Regions from separate parts of the Hordeum vulgare genome. Here region 2 is linked to region 1. The links are chromatin contacts, called in public Hi-C maps. All regions are on one chromosome and are shown on one strand. Each heading gives the region's core, a stretch centred on a gene start, on an enhancer-like site or on the middle of the called end of the contact. The rest is flanking DNA. Distances are from core to core; before and after follow the strand shown. Region 1 holds the start of LOC123407404 (ubiquitin receptor RAD23d-like). Region 2 holds the start of LOC123408454 (protein NRT1/ PTR FAMILY 3.1-like).

What was found. Hi-C and Micro-C count contacts between places; a contact is called where the count stands out from the background.
Region 2: a contact with region 1 is called in a Hi-C map of leaf, with 2.9 times the contacts expected there. The contact joins the promoter of LOC123408454 here to the promoter of LOC123407404 in region 1. A contact is called at or near these places in 4 of 6 Hi-C or Micro-C datasets (leaf and seedling).

Annotation. Positions count from the first base shown.
Region 1 is chr7H:114,812,969-114,820,819 of MorexV3_pseudomolecules_assembly, forward strand. It overlaps LOC123407404 (ubiquitin receptor RAD23d-like), which reads left to right and starts at 3,121. Exons shown (of 13, transcript XM_045100525.1): 1 at 3,121-3,309; 2 at 3,766-3,927; 3 at 4,503-4,556; 4 at 4,808-4,897; 5 at 5,413-5,513; 6 at 5,586-5,648; 7 at 6,485-6,662; 8 at 6,834-7,007; 9 at 7,564-7,647; 10 at 7,728-7,775. The coding sequence starts at 3,244.
Region 2 is chr7H:114,953,355-114,961,205 of MorexV3_pseudomolecules_assembly, forward strand. It overlaps LOC123408454 (protein NRT1/ PTR FAMILY 3.1-like), which reads left to right and starts at 5,022. Exons shown (of 4, transcript XM_045101563.1): 1 at 5,022-5,370; 2 at 5,462-5,679; 3 at 5,787-6,358; 4 at 7,530-7,851. The coding sequence starts at 5,223. LOC123408455 (acylphosphatase-like) reads right to left here. Exons shown (of 2, transcript XR_006612753.1): 2 at 7,086-7,173.

The sequences.
Region 1 (7,851 bases), core at 1,871-4,370:
ATAAAGGCAAACATATAAAAAGTTGTTCAAGATGCTTTTATACTAAAGTCTATACATGCAGTTATAACATAGGTATCAACTACAACAAACATACAGTTTAATCTCATGGAACCAATCTATACATATAATTTCTTTGAATTTCTTAGTACTGCCGAGTTAGAACTTAATTATGTGGCTTCTCTTACTAAGCAAGTCCCAGTACCTTACATTCTTACAATACACTACATAACTATACAAAAATAAACTCATCTATGTTCTTAATTTTTAGCACATCCATTTAGCAAAGGAAATACATTTAAATAATCAAGTAGAAAAAATATGAGGAAGGACAACCAAGAGGTTAACTTCCTTGTTGCTTCGAATGAATACTGTTAAGGTGTCACCTCTTGAGCTTCTGACTGCATATATACACTCGTTATCTGCAAACATCACTATAGAAAACAATTCCATCAGGAGAAAACATAACATGTGCGTCTAAGATGAACATATCAAATTGGATCAATGCATGAGATGTTGCTTCGAATGAATACTGTTAAGGTGTCACCATGTTGATCTTCTGACTGCATATATACACTCCTTATCTGAAAAAATTACTATAGAAAACAATTCCATCAGGAGAAAACATAACATGTGCTTCTAAGATGAACATATCAAACTGGATCATGGCATGAGATCATAAAAATAAAAGAACAGATCCAAGTCGCAAAATTGTATTTTTTTTCTTGAAAACGTAGAGAAGTGGATTGAACAAACCATCTAGTGCTCCAAAATGACTTATGCACTTTCCAACAATATTAAAATAGATACTCAAGTTCATTGTATGCAAATACGGGCCGGTGTAAGAAAAGAGGACGGGGACGCTGCTTAGGCAATGAACTTGGACTGAGGCCATTACTGAGAGATGGAGAATGGTGTTTGTGTATTTTGCAATTCCAGGGAAATCCGAGGAGGAGAGAGACAACAGGAGGTTAAGCAGAAGGCAACAGGGAGGGGATGAAGAGAGTCGTGATTGCTGCAGGCCGGCAACGTTGATAGAAAGAGAAAAGAATATGACTGAGAGATGTCGTGCATGTGAGATATATTGTGGAAGACGCGGAGAAGAGAGATGTCCTGCTCGTTGGACTATGTAATTCTAATTAATGGCTAGAGATTATTCATGAGGTATTTTGATTAAGTAAGACTCACAGTTTTTTTTCTTGAAGGGGAAGGGCCACTCAGACTCGGGCATCGTCATTAGGAAGGACTACACTAAGGGGAGCGGGATATGGAATAGATGGGTTCTTGCTTTGTTTTTTCCCATGAATTATATGTTGGCTGAGTAGGCTTGAATAGGAACTATAATCATCATGCCTTCATAAAAAAAAAGGAAAATGATGCTAATCATCGGGCAGAACGGACATTTTCCATCCGCCTCCTTGTGTGCACGACACGTGTCCCGTGCGCTGGGCCAAACAGAGCGGAGGCCGAACTCTGAAGTCGATGGCGGGCGGTGCGGGTGAGTATCTGGATTGCAGTGTCGCTATTTTCTTTTTTCTGAAACATTACATGTGTTGCAAAACTTATTTCCGCAACAACACATGTGTTGCAAAAGAGAAAAAACTGGAGAGAAAAAAAATCTGCAATATGACTTTTTGTTGCAAAAAAATTGTCTACTGTTGCAGAAAAAAATCTACAACAAACACTCGGTTGCAACAAAATTTTTGCAACAAGCAAATTGTTTCTGAAACTCGACCGTTGTTTCAGGAATTAACGGGTACAAAATTTATTTCTCGCAACAAAGCGAAAGTTTCTGCAACTCGGCCGTCGTTTCAGGAATGAAAGTTTCTGCAACTCGACCGTCGTTTCAGGAATTATATGGTGCCCGACTGAAGCGGATCGGACGGCTGCACGCGCGTAGATTGGGACGACTGCACGTACATCGGACGGACCTCCAGGTGGCGGATGCGTAGCAGCCCACTAAAAAAAGGACATCAACGAATTTTACGTGCATGTGGGCAGGTTAAACTAATTAAAGGAAAGAGATAGTCGCACCTAGAAAATAAAAGATAGATCGGCTAAATAGAGTTTGTCTCTTGTACGTTGTCAAAGGGGGTGCTACGCATCTACCTGCGGATGTTTAGTAAACATCCGCCACCCGGAGGTCCGTCCGATGTACGCGCTGTTGTCCCGATCTACGCACGCGCACCCGTCCGATCCGCTCCAGCCGGGCATCCTATAATTCCTATATAAACTTGAATACCATCTTGGTCATCATATAAACTCCTTGAACCCAACAGATGAACTTTAAAAAATGCCTATGGACAAATCCTATAAATGTAACTTAAGGCAACCATTAGTCCATAGGAATTGTCATCAATTACCAAAACTACATATGAAGATATATGCTCTAACAACTTATGTTCCTTTGTCGATTTATGGCTGGCCTCGAGAACCACCCGCCGACGAGGAGGAGGCAAGAGAGAGAGAGAGAGAGAGAGGAGTGGGGCGTGTGGGAGAGGGGAAATAGGTCAGCCGAGATAGAGGTTGTCCCCCGTTCGCACAAATGCCAGTTTCAGCGAACACTCATTTAAATCCGACGTGGCAACAACACCTGCTTCAAGATTCGTGCGCCACATCCCACGGCAACCCGCGTTCGCTGGAATCCTCAAATACCCGATGTCCGCGAGATAGCTTTTTCATTTTCTTTCTTTTTCTTGTTCTCCAACCCAACACAACAACCACCTTTTCGCACTCCACATCCGCCCATCTCCCTCCCCGCGAAGGAAGTATCTTCCTGGATCCGGTACGCCTACCAACACACGAGTGCACCCCCCTCACGTCACCGCTCAATCCACACCAAACCGCTCTTCCGCACCCCAGGCGCGTGTAATCCGCCACCCCTTCCGCACGCAGATCCGCCCACACGCCGCGGCGGAGCAGCCGAACTGCCCACCGCCTCGCACCCCGCTGTCGGTCTACCGATTAGACACCCGTGGCCCTCCCACTGGCAACCTGGCCCAGGCCCCACGCGTCAGGGACAGCAGCCGGACACCGCATCCTCCATCATCCATCTGATCGGATATCTTTTTGGTTACGGCTCCAGATTTTTTTCCTCCCCCTATAAACTCACTTCCCCCGTGCGCCTCCGTCGTCCTCCCCTCCCTCGCGAGTCCGAAGTCAAGGCGAAAACCCTCGAGGCGAAGCGAGAGTCGCAGATAGGGATAACCGCGAGAGTCGAGTGAGTGGGTTGGAAGGGAAGCCGAGATGAAGCTCAACGTGAAGACCCTCAAGGGCACAAGCTTCGAGATCGAGGCGACCCCCGAGTCCTCGGTACGATCCCTCTCCCCTCTCTTTCCCCTCTCCAATCGCGCGCGATTCGGCGCAATTCCCTGGCAATTGGCTTGATTCGGTGCGTCTCGGCGCGATTAGGGCGCGGCCTCGCACCGTGATTAGGCGCTCGTGCGGCGATGTCGCGTTTCTGAAAATCTGAATCTAGGGTTTAGTCGCTGCTCGGCTCTGCTGGTGTATGGGGGCAGGTGGATGTCGTGGTGCGGATCGGGCCCGACTTGGGTATTGGGGTTGTTGGGGCGCCGATGCCTGTAATTTTACATCGACTGGGTGCTCTGAATTGAACGGTTGAATACTGCTCGTTAGCAGCAGTAGTCGATATGTGCGGGATTTTTTTGGGAATTCTGTTATCTGCTGTAGCCAAATTGTTTGGGCCTGCAATGCTTGATGTTTTGCTTCACTAGTACTAACCTGTCGAGGGTTTGCTCCGTTTCACAGGTGGGTGAGGTCAAGAGAATCATCGAGAGTGCTCAGGGGCAGAATGTGTACCCTGCGGATCAGCTGATGATCATATATCAAGGAAAAATTCTCAAGGATGATACCACTCTGGATGCTAACAAGGTTGCAGAGAACAGTTTCCTTGTTATAATGCTGTCTAAGGTATTTGATGCTCCCTGTCCCGTTAGTTTGAATTTGAATGCTCAGTTCTCCAACTCTCAAAGAATTTTTGCCAGACCCTTGAGTGGTTTGAATGGAAATTGGACCGTTTTTGTATGTTACTAAGCTTGACATTGTAGCCTATTTTAGTCACAATGCCTGAATGCCATGGATGCATAGGTCATTGATGAGTACATTTTGTATGTTCTTAGTAATGTCTCCATTCTGCACTTCCAATGTTCTTTTGTCAAGCACAAAAGCACTTCTAATGTTCTTTTGTTTGGCACTTCTCAAATCATTAAAAGGTGGTGCTATAATCATAGGCATGCAATTATGCACTCTGTTACACATTCTGAATTTCCCTTGCATGTTTAATTCAGCCATTGTATTATGATGTGTTTCTAGTTTTTTAGCCTTCTAATTGGATGAATCAATAAATATTGGTCTTGGTGATATCATTCATGCTGATTCAACATTTGTATGCTCTCAGTGATGTCTCCATTCTGCACTTATAATGTTCTTTTGTTATCTTTTGATCTGGATATTAGTAACTTATCCTGTATGCATTTATCTTGTAGCCTAAGGCGTCATCTAGTGGCGCTTCTTCTGCTTCAAAGGCACCTGTTAGTCAGGTATTTTGGGTTGATACGTTTTTATCAGATCTACCTATTATTGTAGTTGGTTCTTATCTCCTGCTGTGCAAAAAAGCTAAATATATATTTAGCCACCAACCCTTTGTAATTTATTTTTCCCTAGTTTAAGGGTATGTTTGATTCATGCCCCCATCTAGCTCTAACAAATTATGGCAAGAATTGGCTTGCTATTTTTTTGTCAAGTAATCCTCCACTCTCACTTGATCATTTACTTGGCATGAATATGTAAGAGGGATGGGTGGACACTCATTGACAAGCAATTTTTTGGCAACAAACCAAACGAAGATCAAAATATGATTTACAGCAATTTTTTTGTCAAGGTTAGTTTGGGACACCAACCAAACACAACCTAGCACTATTTGGTACCAAATGTATTCTCTGCCTGGCAGTGTCACTATCTTTCTCCTTTCTAATTTTGTGTTGATTCCACACTGTTTTCCTTTTTTTGTTGTTGTATTTTATGCTTCTTTATTCCACCTTTTAGCTTCAACCAGCATACATGCAAACGGTATGCTAGCCATGCCACCAATGCTCTGCCATGTCATATCCCTCTTTTGTGTTAGGGTTATTTGTGGGCCCTTCAAATTGAAGAAGGTTAGATTAGTGAACCTGAAAGATGTTTGTGTTACTAGATAGCAAGAAGGTGGGACATCTGTGATCATAACTATCTTGCCTTCTGTGAACGCAGTTCACTTTAGCTCATATAAGAACAAAATTGTATTTTCATCATATAATTACATCGCATAATATTACCCTGTCTTCTGTTTGGGTGACCCTTGTTTTATCAACATCTAATTATCTTACTAGAAATATTTAATTTCTTGCATTACGCTAGTCTCAACCTGCTACCCCAGTTGCTGCTGCTACTCCACCTGTCCCTGTTGCCTCAGCTGCAAGATCACCACCTTCACAAGCACCTGTTGCTGCATCTGAACCGTGAGTTATCAATGCTTTCAACTTATGTGTTGGAACCTTCTGTTTATCTTATTTATTTCTTTTCATTTGTAGGGCGCCTCCCAGTGCACAGCCTTCAGCTGTTTCTGATACTCCAGCTGCTGCAGTAACTGCATCGTGAGCCCATTTCAGAGCCTTTATTTCATTCTATTAGAAGCTACATTATTATTGATTAACATATTCTAGAGCTTTGTCCTTATTATTTCTAGCTACAAATTCCTTACTAGCCTTATGCATATGATCTCTTGTCATGTGTGGGTTCTTTATGTAAACTCTTGCCAATTTTTACACGTTGGTGACCCGGCACGTTTTTATTTGTGTTTCTGTTAGACAGCATGCACATGTTCTGAACTGTCCCCCCTTTTTCTTTTTGTAGTGCAGCTGTAAATTATTCTTGAATGCCCGGGAAGAAATGGATTTCTGGTTGCTTTTATAATGATATAAATATAAACATGGTTAAATTATTTTGGCATTTACATACCTAGCGTCTGACAAGTCATGTAACCTATTTCCCAAATTATTTTGGTATTAACATTGATAAACTTCTAATTATTTTGGTATTAATATTGAATTATTTAACCTACTTCTCGTCAAGCTGTACTGCTCAAGTGCTAGAAAAATCATACTTATGACACACTGAGCATACTGTACAAAAGTTTAAAGAAAAAAATGCATAGGTTAATACATTGACCTATTTTGATAGGTTAGAATTTTTCATGTGTTATTTTCTGAATGTTTAGACTTTAAAAACTGGTTTTTCATTCCATGTGTCCGTGTGTATTTGTTATCAGCACATGGTAGTGCATCTGCTGCTTATTTATGTTATGCAAGCCGGGTTACTGATTTGGTTCTCATGAAACTTGAGCCAGAAAGAATCTTCCACATTCTCTTTCATTGTGATAAACCGTTTTGATTATAAATTAACATATCTGTATTCTGCTTGTGCTGTATAGAGGCGATGCTGATGTATACAGTCAGGCTGCATCAAACCTTGTCTCTGGCGGCATTCTAGAACAGACAGTCCAACAAATTCTTGACATGGGTGGTGGCACCTGGGAACGTGATATGGTTGTCCGTGCTTTACGTGCTGCGTATAACAACCCTGAGAGGGCTATTGACTACCTGTACTCTGTAAGTTCAATGCTTGTTGAATTTTGTTTTATTCTTCTTTTGAAGTCCTTATTTCCATGTCCTGCCTTTCATGTGCTCAGTTGTTTTTGCACAAAATCCAGAGGGAACTGAATTTGTGTTCCATTCTAAATACATGTTATTCTTACTGTTTCATTTTGGTTTGACTGTTAGGGAATACCTGAATCCGTAGAGGCCCCACCTGTGGCTCGAGCACCTGCTCCTGCTCAACAGGCACAAAACCTGCAGGCTCCATCTCAGGCTCAGGCTGCACCTCTACCGGCAGTGCAGCCATCTGGTGGTGTCTCTGCTGGGCCTAATGCGAATCCTCTAAACCTTTTCCCACAGGTATGTACTCCAGATATACCCTTTCAACCTTCATAGTTTTTGTAGATTTTTGTGTGGAATTGGATAGGCCAAGCTTTACAAAGTCAGTAGTCGCTGACCCAGTTAAACTAGTTTGCACCTTTACATTCATCCACAGACGCAACTTCATTTATTTTACATGCTCAGTGCCATATGGCATCATCAGAAGCATGATTAGGAATCATTAAAACATTGGCACTGTTTTCTTAGGACTTCACAGCAAGAGAGGCTCCTACTGATTTAAAAAACTTAAAATATATAGAGGTGTCAGTGAGACCACACCCTGCCCTAAAGAAAAAGAGAAATTGCATGTCAGTCTCTAAAGCTAAAACTTAGTTCCTATGTGGAGGAAAATCTCTTTAGCATAGATATGCTTTACATCTGTCTGTTATGTGGTGTCTCTGGTGTGGGGTCTCCTTTGACAATACATTATGCAACTTACAGCTACCTCTCTGTTGTGCATTTTTATTCTGAAAACAATCTTTTTTGCGATGATGATCACTCCTTTGGCTAGTTTTGATGTAAACTATCATAACAGGGTGTTCCAAGTGGTGGGGCCAATGCTGGTGCTGGTGTGGGTGCCGGTGCCGGTGCCCTTGATGCATTGCGACAGCTTCCACAGGTACTAGCAGTGCAACCATATACTGGTTGGTCCTTGGAAGTGTTGCATTGTTCTAACAGTGATTTACTTTTTCCTCTCAGTTCCAAGCACTGCTTGCATTGGTCCAGGCTAATCCCCAAATCCTACAGGTATGAATTAGCCTTTTTATGTAGTACTCCCTCCGTCCCAAAATAAGTGTACTTTATAACTTGTTCTTTTTATGTA
Region 2 (7,851 bases), core at 3,772-6,271, 140 kb after region 1:
GATTTTCATTAATTACAAAAACCACATACAGAGAAATATGCTCTAACACCGTCCCCTATACGTCCACAGACGTGTCCGAGCACACCAGCGGACGCATCGGGACGGCCCCTTATATTTCGCTTCGTGCATCCACATGCCTCATATCCGGACTCTCAAATACAAACAAAGCCATGCACATCGATCACCCAATACAAATTGTCCGGATTCAACAGTTTTAAACAAATGCAAATGATATCATAGTTCAACCAAACAGACATGGCAAAATGAAATCAATGCCCGACCGATAAGTGATGTTGGATCACTCGCAGGACGAGTTCGTCCATGTGTCCTGCTCTGCCTGGACATCCATCTCCGCATGCATCCGGCTTGCCTCTCATCCTGGCAATGATCACCGCGTGCATCCAGGCCGCCTCTTCCGCGTGCATCCTGGCAACGATCGCCGCGTGCCTCCAACGCTCTACGATCGTTAATCTCCTGCTTCCTGTCCACAAGACATTTTGTGGCATGTTCATCCAAAGTGGATTCATCCTCGAGCATCATTTTTTCTTCCTCAACGTCGCGTGAGAGTTGCAACCTCTACTTCTCTAGCTCAATATCTCAAAATGTCTTGGCCTTCTAGGGTTCCCATTTGATCGCCGCCTCTTGCTTCTCCAACTCGATTTTCTCCCTCTCAATTTCAAGTCGCCTTTCTGCCCTCGTCCGATCCCACTCCATCCTCTCCCTTTGCGCATCCAACATAAGCTTGTACCTCTCCTCTTTCTTGCTCTCCCTTGCCAAAAAAAATCCCGTCCATGTGGACGATATTTTTGTAGTCGTGGTGTCACGGGAGATCCTTGCCTTCTCCCGCTTAGTTCCCATGAGTAGCCGGTTATCCTTTGGCACGGTAGCTTTTCCATTGGTGACGACAGCATCATCGTCATCATCGTCCAACCCACCGAATTGGTGGGAGATTGAGCCACCATTCCTATTCTTTCCGGCCTTGAGGTCAGCCACAACTTGTTGCCACTTTTGATTGCTATCCAATAAGATCCAACAATGGGTAAAAGAAAATGACCTCTTCTCGATCTCTTGATACAAAGTGGCCACCGCCACCTATCATACAACATACGTATGAACACAAGAATGAAAAACACACCAACATATTGAAATGACAATAAGATGAGGCAATCAAGCTTACATGAGTTGGCACTCCCATCCTACTTTGAGACCGTTTGGTCACTTGTGACTAGTAACCGACGTACTTGTTGACTTGTCCTTGAATGAACCCCATCGACGTTGGAGAGATGCCACATTGCGGGTGCTCACGATAGGATGCGGCTCCAAATATTCCTTTCGTTCATGGTAGTTCTTCCAAATCTTCTTCCAATATGTGCTCCCCTTTTGCTCGGTGCCACTTATTGGATCCAATGTTGTCTTCAACCAAGATTTTACTAACAAGATGTCCTCCAATTTGAGAAAACAAGCCCCCTTGCCTTCGTCATCTTGTCCTTCTTCTTCTTCTTGGTAGGATTGGGATCGGATGTTGCCCCAATCACAAATGCGGTCGTCTCCTCCATTTCATATTCCACATGGGTCGGATCTTCATTCTCATTGATCATACTTACCAAGTATGATCCTACATGTTCATGGTTTGCAAGCAATCATCATGTGCGAACTAATGAACTATACGAAACATTAACCATTAGATCGAATAGGAGCAAACGTACCCGGTCTTGTTGAGACATTTCGTTGAACATGTCGAGTGCAGCACGGGCGGTGGGGTTGCCCATGCTCACCCGCTTTCAAACGAGCTGTAGGGACTCAGACTCATGGACCGACAGCTGCTGCGTGGCCGGAAAGCTCTCCGGAAGGGTCCAACCTACCGTCTCATCCTCTTCCTCGGTCTCGACAATGCCGGACGGCACAATCTGTGCCTCGCTTGCATGGATGGGGCCAGGGAGCCTGGCGCACCGGGGGAGACATCTCGTCAACAACGTCCGCATCTACCTGTGCCGCCAACTCCCTCTATCGTTGTCGGCGATGGCGCGTCTTATGGGCGATGTTCTTTGGCTTGCAAGAGGAAACGGAGGAAGGGCTGCTTACGGACGAGACGGATTGCGTCTCCGTCGTGGCGGTTGGGGACGGGTTGGAAGACATCATGACGATGGATTGCGACAGGTGGTGAGGATGGAGAGCAAGGGTGCTGGACGGAAAGGGATCGGGCGCGAGAAATGTTGGCAGGCGGCGGGAGGAGGAGTGGTTTGGAGGAATTGGTGCAATTTGAGGTAGGGTCGGGCTGTCGGGTCCGACGTGGAGGGTGTGTTCGGGCTCCTCCATATCTGCCTCATATTTGGGCTAGAAATGGGGGGTGCTGGTCAGCCCGGGCGTTTGAGATCGGTTTGAAAGTCCCGTCTGGGTCAAATTTTTGTGATCGGACAGTGACCGGGCGGCGTGCCCAGACGTTTTAGAAGGGTTTGAAGGGTCCGAGGCTGTAGATGCTCTTAGGGCATCTCTAGCAGACCCCGTATAATGCCCCGACACGCAAAATAACCGCCAAAATACGGGTCAGGGCAAAAAAAGTTGTCATATCACACACCACAAACGCGTCCGGCGCGTAAAACAATTTGCGGGGCGCCGCAAAAGTTTGCCCTCAACCTTCAGATTCACGGGGTGGGAGGCCGACCCGAGCTCGCCCCTTATCCGTAATGAGATTTGGCACAAGGGAAAATTCCGCGCGGCCAGTCCCCGCTCCCCCTCCTCGGTAGTCGTTGCCCCGCCCACAGTGCGCTCCGAACCTTCTTCTCCGCCACTCTTCGCCGCCATAGAAGCCTTCCAACCGGCGGCTCTCATCGACGTGGAGGTCGCGCATGCGCAATCCCGTACGGCGGATCTCGCGCTGGCCATGTCGCCCCTGCTATCGTGCTAGTCCCCAACGCGCCAGCCCGCAAGCGGGAAGGCAACGTTGTTGTGCAGGGCAGAATTCCGGTTGTCCCAGCCGGAAGGGAAGCCGCGCCGGGCACCACTGCTATTGTGCGATCTTCCCGGCCACCGGCGGGGAAGATGAGCAAGGTTTCGGGCGTGAAGCGCAAGAAGGTTCCTACGGAAAAACCTTCTTCCACTCCATCCACCCCGGCAAGACGTTCCTTGTTGGTGACTATCTACAGCGCTGCTTCCACCACAGACGAGGTGTTCGATGAAAGGCTCGGAAGGTATTCGTCTTCGCTCACTTATTTTTGCTTTTTTCGCCATTATGGTAGGTCGTGATGTGCTTTCACTCAATGTAGAAGTGGTTCGAACAATGTCGATGTCGAGTTCGTGAACTTGTTGGCCATGAATGTCGTCGACATCAATCAATCCCCGGTCGCTGGTTTCGATTAGAATGAATTGGAGGGTACCGTTGATGACCATTGTGGTGAAGATGAGGCGGAGAAGGTAGATGAGGGGACGTATCAGCAATCACAAGCAAAAAAAAGCATGAGATCGAAGAACTACACGATCTTGGAAGATCAAATCCTGATTAAGGTTTGGAGTACGGTGTCTATGGATCCTTGGACGGGTGTGTCCAAAACCGCCAAGATGTATTGGCAAAGAATTGAAGATAAATATTTCCAATTCATGGACAAGTATCCCAACAGGACAACACGGACCTTTCGGTCACTCCAAGGTCGTTGGGACGTGATCAAGCCGACTTGTAGCCGTTGGGCAGCTTACTTGGAACAAGTTCGCAATGCTCCTCCAAGTGGAAACGTGGAATCTGAGTATGTGAGTGGGTTCATGTGAAATGATTCCATCAGTTTGCATAATGTGAAATGATTCCATCTGTTTGACTTTGTTTTAATTGTGTAGGAAAAAATCGCCCAACAACGGTACAAAGACATGGAAGCTTCCGAAGACAAATTTTTTTAAAATAAAGCATTGTTGGGAATTGCTCAAAAGTTGTGACAAGTGAAAGTTGATTGACAGAGAATCCCCACTGAAGAGAGGTTCATTTACTAACATGGATGAAGATGAAGATGAGGATGGCCCAAGAAACTTGAACAAGCCCGATGGTGACAAAAAGACAAAGGAGAAGATCAAAAGGGAACACGAAGCATCGACCTTGCGGGACAAGATAGATGCCATGCTGTAATCAAATGAGGTATTGCTAGCGGTGGAAATTGCTCAAGGAGGTTGAGGAGAGAAAATCATGTGTCGTTGAGAACAAAACCATGGCCAATCTTCTTGCTGAAGAGAATAGGATCATGACTTTGAACCATAATGAAATGGACGACATCAGCAAAGAATGACATAATATGACAAGGAAAGAAATCTTGAAGAGGAGGATGCTTCCGTGTTACAATGGCGGCGATGGTTTCTTGTCTGGAATCGGAACCGATAATTTCGATGCCGGAGTAGGGACAAGTGTCGGAGTAGGAACAAATGCAGGCGATGGATTCGGGGGCGGCGATGACCTCAATGGTGCAGACTGAAGAGCGACCAGGATGCATGAAGTCCTTTTGCGTTTGTTTTTAAAACTATGCTTTCATTTCGCGCACGAACTATGTTTTATTGTTTAAATTCGAACTCATTTGCCAGAATCGCTGTCAAATTTCAACTATGTTTTACTCGGAGGTTTTCTGTTTGCGGGTTGACGTGGTGGCGCTCGAACAGACCCCGCATTAACGACCCGTATAATAGCATCTTCTACGAATATTATTTTATACGGGTCCATTTTTTTGAAGGAAGGGTGTCTGCTTCTGTCTGCGCTCGCGTCATCTCACAAAAAACGTTTTTCGCGAACTGTAAACCACTTTTGCGGGTCGGCTTTATAGGGTCGGCTTTATAGTCTGCTAGACATGCTCTTAACGTTCCTGTTCCAGTCTATCTCAGTTAGGACTGGTCCTGCCACTGCCTAGCTATTTGCCAAGATCTCGTTGTGATATAGACGCATCACACATGTGAAGTCCTTAGCCCCTAGTTCGGAAATGTGAAAAGGAATCCAGAAGAAAGGGGACTTGCAATGGCAGTTAGCCAGTAGCAGAAACAGCCGTCTATTCCAAGTGCCCAAAAAACCACATATAAATAAATACTGCAAATTAACCTCAGATTGTTGTCCCGCAGTTTTTCCTATTTCGTGTAAATTAGCCTCAGAGCTTGCAGTAGTGCAGTCTAGTGGGTAGTGGCATGGCACTGGCACTGGCAGCTAGCTTAGCTATAAATATGTGAAGCCAAGCTGCTGCTACGTATACCACCACAAATTCACGATGCAGCGAGGAGTGGCTGCATGTAGTACAACCGAGTGCACCACCGCGCCGCTACCACCACAGGCGCAAACAATGGCGGTTGAGGCGGCCATGGATGGGAAGAAGAGCAAGAGGAAGGGCGGCCTAAGAACAATGCCCTTCATCTTTGGTGAGCAAATTCTTGCAAACAGATTCCAATTTGACTGCCTTGCTTGTCCTAAGATTAAACTGTGTGTCGACGGTGGGCTCGTGCCCTGCAGCCAACGAGGTGGCGGAGAAGCTTGCCGTGGTGGGCTTCTCGACGAACATGCTGACCTACCTCACCCAGCAGATGCACATGCCGCTGGCCAAGGCGGCCACCACGCTCACCAACTTCGGCGGTACCTCCGCCATGACCCCGCTCATCGGCGCCTACCTCGCCGACGCCTGCATCGGCCGCTTCTGGACCATCGCCGGCGCCTCCGTCGTCTACCAATTCGTACGTACACGCCGCACACCACGTACATGCCGTGCCGACACCCATATGAAGCAGAGCTGAAGCGTGCGTGACTGACGCTGGTGCTTTCTTCTTGCATGACCTCGCAGGGGATGGCCCTCCTGACGGTGTCGGCCGCGCTGCCGCAGTTCCGGCCGGCGCCGTGCAAGGCCGCGGAGGCGGCGGGGGGCGCGTGCGAGCAGGCGCTGCCATGGCAGCTCGCCGTGCTCTACGTGTCGCTGCTCCTGAACGCGGTGGGCGCCGGCGGGTACCGGCCGTGCATCGTGGCGTTCGGCGCCGACCAGTTCGACGAGTCGCAGACGGCGGAGCGCGCGCGGACGTGGGGCTTCTTCAACTGGTACTACTTCTGCAACGGCGCGTCGCAGCTGGTGGCCGTGACGGCGGTGGTGTACGTGCAGGACAACGTGGGGTGGGGATGGGGCCTCGGCGTGCCGGCCTTCTGCATGGGCGTCTCCGTCGTCGCCTTCGTCGGCGGGTACCCGATGTACCGCCGGCTCGACCCGGCCGGCAGCCCGTTCACGCGGCTCGCGCAGGTGGTCGCCGCGGCCGTCCGGAAGCGCCGCGTCCCCAGGGTGGACGACCCCGGGAGGCTGTACGAGAACGACGACATGGACGCGCCCATCTCCATGTATGGCAAGCTCGTGCACACCACCCAGCTCAGGTACGTACGTGCACGTGCGTGGCGTGCCGCGCCTTCTATTCTATCCATCACCTCCTCCCTTTTCTTTTCCGGGAGTGCTTTGGATTGGATCCCAGAGTTCCTCACAAAAAGTAGCAACTTTATTTCTGAAGTTTTGCCATCCTTACAAAAATGATCAAAATCCGCATCGTGCCACAAGTCAGAACGTGCAATCACCGTGAGGCCGTGAATGTTGCAAGTCGGCAACGACGATAAGATACAGCGAAGAGTACTAGCGTACCATCTATGTTGCCAAAAAAATATGCAATTTAGATGGGCCAACAACGTTTATGACAAGAGGACGTAGTACAGTAATAGATTAGAAGTCGATGTCGGCAAATGAGGCCAAAATCCTCCCGTGTAGGAGTGCTCTAGCCAGTGATGTGGTGAGCTGAGACGACAGCCGCCGCTGGATTTCAGCGGCACATTTTCGGTTTTAGCTCTGTTCTAGTTCTGGCTCAAAATAAGTCATGTTCGAATCATGTTTCCCACGCTTGTACGTACCAAAAATCCACCCTGCTTTGAGCTCGATTCGAGCACCACTCAAGAGAGTTGCCTTACCAAACATTACTTGATCTCTGTCATCGTTGTTTCCTTATTCTGAAAACAGCCACACTTTATAGGTGAAGTGATGAACCACAGCAATTTGTTTCCTATCAACACGCTTCTCCTTTTTACGGACTTCCACATGAAGTTGTGCTATCGCGTACTCCCGACTGGTCTTATTAGCGAACTTTACCTCCGGTAAACACTGAACAATGCCAGAGTGCTTCAATCTTCAAGTCCCTCGCCACGACCTGTCCAAGGTAGATTAAGATAAGAAACGATGTAGACAACCAGTCTCTAGTTGCCGGGACAAAAGGCCGCAGATACAGGTACTGATATCTGCTCCTTCCACCAGCCTACATTATTTACGGCAGTCGGCAACGAAATAGCAAGGCCCAAAGCCGCAAATCTTTGCTTTTCCTTTCAGACCATTAGTAGGAGCAGAATATCCAGCATCACAAAATAAATAAATAAAACCAACATATCTGTTCAGAAACGGAACTGACGCTGTGATCCGAGCTTTGGTGTCCCCGGAAAATGCGCCAGGCACGCAGAGAAAAAGCCTTATGGTGACCTAATCGGTCTGTTTCTTCACTCTGCCTTGCAGCTTCTTTGACCGTGCTGCCATCGTCAGCGATGGTGACCTACTCACGGCGGATGCATCCTCCGGCAAGCAACCACCGTCCCAAGTCCCCAACCTGTGGCGGCTGAGCACAGTACACCGCGTGGAGGAGCTCAAGTCAGTGGTCCGCATGGGCCCGATCTGGGCGGCGGGCATCCTGGTGATCACGGCGTCATCGCAGCAGCACACCTTCTCCCTGCAGCAGGCGAGTACCATGGACCGCCGCATCGCTCCGCACTCGTCCTTCGAGATCCCCGCAGGCTCCATGACCGTCTTCACCATGCTCGCCATGCTCGCCACCCTCTTC